2 separate regions of the Pan troglodytes genome follow, and region 2 is linked to region 1. The links are chromatin contacts, called in public Hi-C maps. All regions are on one chromosome and are shown on one strand. Each heading gives the region's core, a stretch centred on a gene start, on an enhancer-like site or on the middle of the called end of the contact. The rest is flanking DNA. Distances are from core to core; before and after follow the strand shown.

Region 1 (4,542 bases), core at 1,146-3,645:
GCTCAGTTATGACTGGCTTTGGAATAGTTATTGTTGATTCATTCATTCATTCATTCATTCACTCATTCATTGTACAAATATTTACTGAGTGCCAGCAATGTGTGAGGCACTTTAATACATGTTGGGAATGCTATGGTGGCAGGCATAAGCGAGGCAGTGCCTGCATTTGTGGGTTTGGAATAGTTATTGTTGATTCATTCATTCATTCATTCATTCACTCATTCATTGTACAAGTATTTACTGAGTGCCAGCAATGTGTGAGGCACTTTAATACATGTTGGGAATGCTATGGTGGCAGGCATAAGCGAGGCAGTGCCTGCATTCGTGGGTTCGTGGGAGGAGAAGAAAAACAGATTAAATTACAAACTGTGACAGATTCTGTGAGGCAACAGAACAGGGTGCTGAGATAGAGAAAACCGGGTGTTGTGGTGATAGGAGGCCTACATTGTACTGGAGGCTAGTGAAGGTCTCATATGCATTCATTCATAATTTAGCAAACATTTAGTGAGTGGCCGCCATGCTCTGGAGTCTATACTGATCTAGACACCATTTTTGCCTTCAAGGTGCTCCTAGACCAGTGGGAGAGCAGGCAGGTAAGTAAAAAGCTCAGATGCTGGGTGACAAGCGCTTTAAGGCAGGCATGTGCCATATCTAATGTGGAAACAGGAAGGAGATCTAAATATGCTGCGGTTGGTGGTGGTCAAAGAAGGTTTCTCTCAGGGGGAACGATTCAACAGACATTTGTGATAGTTGATGTTTGGCAAGATAGAGGTGAATGAGAACTAGGGCTGCTTTGAAGGAGTCTGAAGTCCAGTCTTGCTTCCGGAGTCACCTCTTTGAGAGCCTGGAGCCTGTGGTGTCTGACCTGCCTCTCCAGTAGTAAGCATGGAGCTTGAGTCAAAAGAGGTGCTTAGTAAATAACAGGTCCCTTTCTCTGACATCTCATGGCACAACTCTTTGGATTTAGTCTAGTGGTGAAGAACTTGGCTACTGCAGTCAGATTGCATGCATTCAAATTCCAGCACCCAGCTGTGTTACCTTGGGCAGTTTTTCTCTGCACTACAGTTTCCCTACATACAAGGCAGGGATGACAATGATACCTGCAGACTAGGGTAGTTATAAGGACTAAATGAGATCATGCTTGTATGATCACTAAAGATATGACCAGCATACCTCATCCCAATGTGTTTTTAAGTGCTGCTTGTCACCTTCCACAACCCACCCCCACCCCCCATTCACTCAATCCAACAATTATGGGTTGAGTATTTTCAGTCTTAGGCATTGTGCTGGGTGCTTAGATTCAGAAAAATCTTGCCAGACTCCAGGGTCTCCATCCCCATAGATGGTTAAATTCCCAAATCTCCCAAAATGGAAGTTCTTTGCCTCTTCTACCCAGATAAATAGGTATTTGCTATCTCTGGATTAGCGGTGAATGTCTGTTCATTTTTCATCAGCACATCTGGTTTTTAGGTGAAAAGCTGCCAGGAATTTTGAAACATCTTGTTACTTTAGACATCAGAAGGCAGGGAGATTTCCCATTATTAAATGGATGTGAAAACTTCTTTGTGCCCCAGGGCTAGGGCAAACCTGAGATTTCATAGGTCAGTGAAAGCTCACCATCATTGTTTTTGCTTGGTAATAATTTTATTTAGGGAGGAGGAAGAAGAGAGGGTAGGTGGTTTCCAGAATGATAAAGCAATGTGCCAATGTCATGCAGTTTCGAGAGGCCACTGAGGTGGTAGGGAAAGCATTGCCCATGTGTGGCTCCATCTCCCCGAGCCTCAGTTTCCCTTTGTGTAAGATAAGGATAACAGAACTTCCTGTGTAGTGTGGGTTGAGGTTTCAAGGAGAGCATGAATGTGGAAACACATCAGTGCCTTTTGCCTGCTAAATGCTTCTTGTTTATTTCCAGCCCTGCCACATGTTTGCAAATCTTTGCAATGTGCAGTTGGAAGGGAAAGTGGGGATAGAGAAGGCAGATTTGATTTGAGAGTTTGTGCACACAGTGGTGGGTCTGAGTTGGGGGCCTGGCTAGAAACAAGTGGCTTTTTTGGTGGCACCTTGTGCGCCTTCTCTTGAGACAGAGGCTCTGTAATCCCCCCTCGGCATCAAACTTCGCACTACCTTCCCTTTGCCACGGCATCCTTCCTTCTCGTCTCCAGGGAGGCAGGACAGAGAACCCAGGCCCAGCCCCAGCCCAGCGAGCCTGAGCCAGACTGCCTCGGGCCGGTCTTGCTCGGCCTCCCTGGGGAATCTGGGAGGCTCAGCCAGGCCTGAGTCGGCCTGGGTCCCGAGGTCAAGGTCGGGGTCAGGGTCGGGGTCCGGTCGTACGCCCTAGCACTGCCTGCGGTGGGGCGCGCACAGTCGAGCGCGGGGCCTCCCCGCAGGCTGCGCTGCCTGCCGGGCGGCCTCGGGAACTGACCAGGCCGCGTGTGAGCGCCGGGATTCCTGATCCTGCCTTAAATATGCCGGTTATTTTTATCTCCCTACGTCAGGCAGCGAAGGCCATCCCACCGGTGGCCCAGGCGGCTGCTACACAATGTTTCCCTTTAGTCGGGAGGGGAAATGGAGGGAGGCCAGACTTCCTGATCACATGGTGCTGAAGTCAATGAAAAAAAATTAAGGGGGACCCCTCCCTTTTTCTTCAATGCCTGATCCAGATTCCCCCCTCCCCGCTCCCCCGACCCACCCTCTCTGGGCTCCGCGCGTCGGAGGGAAGCGCAGCCTCCCAGGCGGAGGGCCAGCGAGGCAGGAGAGCGCGCGCAAACATAAACACGAGACTGTTGCAGTAATTGGTGGCTCTGAAAACACTGAGGAAATGAGAGGCTTGTACGAAACATCAGCCGACAAGAAACGGGGTGATGTCAGACAGCCTTCCAGGATTAGAAACCCTTAAAAGCTCCGAGCCCGCGGCCGCTGCGGAAAACTCGGCTCTCCCGCTCTCCCGGGTAGGAAGCCGGGATTTCGCTTTTGCCCGACTCCCTCGGGGCACTCGCCCTCTCCTCTCTTCCTCGCTTTCTCGCTTTCTCTCTTTCTTTCTTTCTTTCTTTCTTTCTCTTTCTTTCCTTTCTCTTCTTTTTGTTTCTTTTCTTCTTTCTTTCCTCTTTTTCTTTTCCTTTTCTTTTCCTGTCTTTCCTCTTCTCCCTCTTGCGCCCCCCCCGACCCCCAACTTTTTCTCTTTCTGTTTCTCTGGCTGTCACTGTCTCTCTGTCTTCTCCCTGTCTTCTCTCTCTTCGTTTTTTTCTTTAACCTTCTTTATTAAAAAGAAAAGAAGAGGCCACATCAGAAGATTTCCATTTCTAAGGCACCTTGTACTTTTATATCTTTTCCCTCCTTTGAAACACCAAACAGGACCCAACTCCTAAACAAGTCCAAAGGGACAAGTAAAACTGTGGTGTCAGTCGCTTGAGTTTGTTATAACTTTCTCTTCTTCTCAGTGCCCTTCCTCACCCCCCTTTTCGGATTAGAAGTTCATATTGCAATAATTCGCCAACATGTTGGAAGGGCTGGAAATAAACAAAAAGCATTTACCAAGGACAACAGCCCACCCACCCTGAGATGGGGAAAATGCTTGCAAAAATCTGGCCGTTTCAGAAGAGAATATAGATTTCCTAGTAAAATATATCCCAGCCACCCAGCTAGTAACACTAGTGGCTGTTGCCCCATTTTCTGTTCATAGTATAATTAAGACTAAAAGTGCTTACACGTATGTGTATACACACACACACACACACACACACACACACACACACCCTCCCTCCCTCCTCCAGGCCATAGGGCAGGGTAGCTAACAGCCAGTGAGCAGGGAGGATCTTGTACCACATCCAGCAGGAACTTGCGTGTGTCTTAAAGTTGGAGGCCAGTTACTCAGTGACATCTGTTCAGTGACATCAAAAGTGATGTCTGTCAAGCCTTTTTCTCTTCGTGTCTGCCAGGATTAATGAGGCAATGTTTGGAAAGGGCTTAAGCCCCCACCATGAAAGGCACCCAAGACAGCTTTTCAAAGAATGATTTATGTCCAGCTTTATCTAAATAGGAACCGAAAAAGCATTTTTCTTGTCTGTAGAGCAGGTGAACTCAACACCTGACTTCTTGCTCAGGTGCATTTCAGAAGCTTTCAAATCTGCCTTATTAATTGGTCTGATACCTCTTTACCATGAAGGCACGTTTTTTTTTTTTTTCTTTCTTCCTGAGACCCCAGAAAAGGTCATATCAAGGCTGAGTTTGTACAACCTTGGAGGAATATGACTGGTTCCAAAGACTTGGTTTCCTTCACTGCTGCTTATGGTGAGAACAATGTCCCCCAACCTGAACCCTCCTCCCTCCCCTGCACACTCATAAATCTTGTGGTGATTTAGTTCCCCTCAATGCTTGACACTCCTAAGCTGTAGTAATTTGAGCCAAGCATACTTTCTGGTTTTATCCAGTATACCTGCGGTTATACCACTCACCGAGAAGTGGATCACAGCTCTGTTTTCAACTTCTTTTTTTTGAGACAGATTTTCACTCTTGTTGCCCAGGCTGGAGTGCAATGACATGATC
Region 2 (4,542 bases), core at 1,525-4,024, 150 kb before region 1:
GTGTGGGTGGCGGTCCTTTTCCGGGGCCACGATCGTCTTCCCCTCTTTGGCTTGGGCTCCTCCGGCATGCAGGAACCGGGTGGCATGAGCTCTAGGGGTGAAGAAGGTGGGGTGAGCATCATCCCGTGTGTCCCGAAGGGGGGCCAGCACACACAGGGCTCCCCAGCCCGAGCTACAAATCCCCGGGACTGACCTTGGTAATGGAGCGGCGGGACTTGCGGCTGCATCTGATCGGGCAGGAAGGATGGGTAATTGGGCCCCGGGTGGGGATGGAAGCCGGGAGGAAGCGGCAGGGCAGGGTGACAGTCCCTGCTGCTCAGCACTTCCTCAAGACCCAGGGTCGGGGTAGTCCTGCTGGGGAGCTGCCGCCCCAGGGGGAAGTCGTGTGCAGCCGGCCGGTGGCCATTGCTGAGAGGGGGTCCAGCGCCCAAGTGGGTGCACGAAGAGACCGCCTCCTGCTTGATCTTGGGGCACGTGCGCGGCGGCCCGCCGTTGTAGGGCGCCACCACCACCGGGTGGCTGCCGTCAGGGCTGCCTTTGCTGACGCTGATGACCGATGGGCTGCCGTACTCGCTGCCAGGGGCGCTCAGCGACGCCTTCAGCACGAACTTGCCCATCAGCCCGCCACCTGGCGGCTGCGGCTGCTGCGGCGGAATGTACACCGGGTCCAATTCTGGCCGCAGGAGCTCGGCCACGAAGCCGCCCGAGGGGCTCACGTCGTTGATGTCCGCCAGGTTGAAGGGAGCCGTCGGAGGGGGAGCGGACTCCCTGCCATAGAGGAGGCCTCCGCCCGTGCCGCCCGGCGCCACGCCCGGGTCGTTCCCGGCCCGGATCGGATAGGTGAAGCTGCAGGTGGAGGGCGCGCTGGCAGGGCCGCTGCTCGACGGCGACGACGAAGAGGAGGCTGACGCTGACGAGGACACGGTGGCGGCCACTGACTCCGGAGGATGGGTCAGCGAATTGGAGAGGATAAAGTCCAGGTCCAGGAGATCGTTGAACTCCTCGGTCTCTCTCCGAGGTAGGGGCGCCAGGTTGCTACCGCCGCAAGCCGCACCGGCTCCGCCGCTCTCCAGGTCTGTGGCCACGGTCGCCGCCGCCAGGTCATAGGGGCGGCCGGGAAGCACTGGGGGAAGTCGCTTCATGTGGGAGAGCTCCTCCCGCCAGCGCTGCGGGGACAGGGCGGGAGAGACCTGTCAGTGGTGGTCCCCCGTTGCCACCCGACATACTGACGTGCTGGCGGGCCACGCGCGACTGCACCGCCCAGACATGGGGACTGGTCAGGCAGGAAGCACCCGGGAACCCAGGGCGCCAGCGCTGCAATCTCGGCCCACTCCCGGGTCGGAGAAGAGGTGATGCGTCTGTATTGCGGGTGTTATGTCCTGTCTGCCCAATTGCGTGTGAGCGAACGCCGCGGCTGGTCCCTCCCCCGCCAGGTCCCGTGGACGTCCCCGGAATTGGCACACCGAGGCTCTCTCGGTGCGCTCTCGCCACGGGGCCGCCTACGCGTTAAACTCACTCTGGCCCAGCCAGTGTCTGGGGACGCGGCCACCTCCCGCCCGGTGGCCCGCGAGCGCCCGCCCTACCGACAGCGCGCCCGGGGACTGGTGAAGAACCGGCTTGCGCCCCAGGCGGCTCCGCAGTGCTCGCACCACGGGCATACACAGCTGAGCCAAGGACACGGAAGCTATCCCGGGAAGGTTGCGGAGTCCGCGCGGTGGCCGCTCCTTACCCTCGTTCAGTGGCTCTTGGTGACCCCAAGGCTCCGCCCGCCCCCACCACACCCACGAAAACCCACCGGGCGTTCCCGGCGGCCCGGGGCGATACTCACGTTATTCGGGGCACCTGCTTGACGCAGTGTCTTCTCCCTTCCCGCCGGGCCAGACGCGAACGTGGAGAAAGATGGGAGCAGCGCGTCGCTGACAGCCATGTCAGACTCGCCAGGTGGCTGCCTGCGAGCAAGGCAGGGCGCAGAGACAGGAGAGTCAGGGGCGGCTTTCGGCCGTCGTTCCGGCGCGTCCCACCGGTCCTCACCCCTCCCTGCTCCCAGCGCCGCGCGCCTCACCTACCTCATTAATGTGGGGGCCCAGAAGGTCCTCGGCAGCCCGAAGCAGCTGGGGCACCCGAACCCCAAAGTCAACGAAGAGAAGAAACGAAGCCAAAACCCAAAACCCCAAATTGGCCGAGATCCTTCTTCTTTGGATTAAATATAACTTGGAAGCGTCCTTTTTAAAAAGTTCCTTTGTATACAAAAGTTCTTAGAAAAGTTGTAAACTCAAAAATAGACAATCAGCAAAGCGAGTAAGTAGGTCCGGTGGCCGGGCTGCGCTCTCTTCCACTCAGCAGCGTCCCCCACCACTGTCGCGGTCGCCTCGAGTGCTGCCGTGGGCGCAGGGGCTGTGGCCGGGGCGGTGGGCGGGCGGTGCCGCCAGGTGAGACTGGCTGCCGTGGCGCGGAGCTGCGAACTGGTCGGCGGCGCAGGGCGCGGAGTCCGGGGAGTTGTGTGGAGCGCGCGCGGCCATGGGCGCGGGCCACGGGCGGGTGGGAGGGTGGGGGGCCAGAGGGGCGGGGAGGGTCACTCGGCGGCTCCCGGTGCCGCCGCCGCCCGCCACCGCCTCTGCTCCCCGCGCGCCCGCAGACACGTTCGTTCTCTCTGGTCGGGGAACTGCCGGCCGCCGGCGCGCGTTCCTTACTTATAACTTCCTTCGCTACAGCCTTTTCCTCCGCCTTCTCCCATGCCCCGCCCCTCCCTTTCTTCTCTCCGCCCCCCCCGAGGCTCCCTTCCATCGTTGCTATGGCAGCTAAATCAACAAACTCGGCGCACGTGGGGGCGGGGGAGGGGAAGGAGGGGCGCGGGCGGGGCTGGGCCGGGCCGTGACGCCAGCCAGGCAGCTGGCGGGCTGGAGCCGAGCTGACGCCGGCGGCAGTGGTGTCGGCGGCGGCGGCGGCGTCCGCCCCAGCGCGGGGCGCGAGGAACCGGGCGCAGGTTCGGTCGCTGCGCGACCAGGGTCGTACTCACCGCCATTGTCGGCTCCCTGGGTTCGAAGCCCGCGAAGACTGGTGGGGTCAGCGGGCGGCACGGTCACGCGTCCGCACCCCTGCTAGCATACGCGCTTGCCGCGCTGTCTGCGCGCTGGAGAAGAGCGCGATTATCCGCGTGACTCATCCAGCCCTCCATCTCCCCCTCCCTCTCTGCGCTCGCAGGAGCCCGCTCTAGTCGCTCAGCGCCAGTGCCGGTGGCGGTGCCGGCGCTCGGCCTGACCTCGCACGGTTCCTCGCGGGCCCTTCTGCCGAGGGGTGGGGGGCGCTAGGGGTGTGGAGAGGAGGCGGTGCCCAGCACTGTGCAGCGTGAACTGGGAGCCTCAAGAGAAGGCCAGAGGAGTGTTCCGCCGGGAACAGGCGGAAAGAGGCACGAATGGGGAGTTATGGTTTTGATACTTTAAATAGCGAGAAAGGGAGTGAAAGGGCTCAAGATTCACTCAGAGGCGTGAGGGAGAGAAGAGGGACTGTGAGGCGCGGAGACAGTTTTCAACCAGCCATCTCGAAGCCCTTTCCTTTTTTTTTTCCTCTTTTTTTTTTTTCTGTGAGACAGAGTCTCGCTGTGTCGCCCAAGCTGGAATGCAGTGGCACGATCTCAGCTCACTGCAACCTCCGCCTCCTGGGTTCAAGCGATTCTCCTGCGTCAGCCTCCCGAGTAGCGCGGATTACAGGCGTGCGCCACGACGCCGGCTAATTTTTGTATTTTTCGTAGAGACGGGGTTTCACCATGTTGGCCAGGCAGGTCTCGAACACCTGACCTCAAGTGATCAGCCTGCCTCGGCCTCCCGAAGTGCTGGGATTACAGGCGTGAGCCACTGCCTGTAATATTTGATGACTAAATTGCACTGTAGAATAATAATAATAGAAGACACCCATTAAAGAAGAATTAAACACTCACTGATGACTTTTCAAGCCACGCACTCTTCTTTCCACTTTATGGATGAGAAATTGAGTCATAAAGAGGTGAAATGGCCAGTAAAGGTCAAAGGACAACTCGTTCCTTCGGCTCAGGCTCCGGGTAGGTCAGGCCCCCCTAAAGGGACTTCCCTGGGAAGTGACCATGTGCCAGGAAGTGGAGCGATGCGGTGGGATCCTAGCTCTCAAAAAGTGCACACCGAGCCCGCCGCAGGCGTCCTTGCCCACCGGGAAGGGAATAGGAAACGGCGATCTTTACTTCAATCTTATAACGCTGCCTCCCCCACCCCCACTCTCCCCTTGGTTTGTGATCAGTAATTTTCCAGCTGGGAAATGTTTTGCTCTCATCTTCTCAGCAAACAGTATTTTTTTTAAAACGTGAATGTGGTGTTTGGTATCACTTTCTAAACGTAGGTTTGGCGAGGTGTTTACTTTGGATTCCGGCGTGCGGCGCGGGACTCCGCCCCCCTCTCCACGGAGCCCCCTCACCGGCGAACGCTGGCGCTTAGGCTGGTGTCAACCTAGGAAAGAGAAGAGAGGGGACACTGGGGAAAGTGGTGGAAGCTCGGGCACCGGGCAGAGAGTGCGCTC

What was found. Hi-C and Micro-C count contacts between places; a contact is called where the count stands out from the background.
Region 2: a contact with region 1 is called in a Hi-C map of stem cell-derived neural progenitor cells, with 3 times the contacts expected there. The contact joins the promoter of KLF4 here to the enhancer-like site in region 1. A contact is called at or near these places in 2 of 7 Hi-C or Micro-C datasets (blood and stem cell-derived neural progenitor cells).

What each region holds. Positions count from the first base shown.
Region 1 is chr11:30,818,129-30,822,670 of NHGRI_mPanTro3-v2.0_pri, reverse strand. No RefSeq gene overlaps it. Among named protein-coding and RNA genes, the nearest start is that of KLF4, 150 kb to the left of the region's middle. Within about 2 kb of position 2,395, at least 20 of the 24 cell types and tissues checked have an H3K27ac peak or open chromatin away from gene starts, as enhancers often do. A contact at or near this core is called in stem cell-derived neural progenitor cells, where this site is marked.
Region 2 is chr11:30,966,271-30,970,812 of NHGRI_mPanTro3-v2.0_pri, reverse strand. It overlaps KLF4 (KLF transcription factor 4), which reads right to left and starts at 2,774. Exons shown (of 5, transcript XM_016961392.4): 1 at 2,067-2,774; 2 at 1,829-1,949; 3 at 194-1,166; 4 at 1-91. The coding sequence starts at 2,071.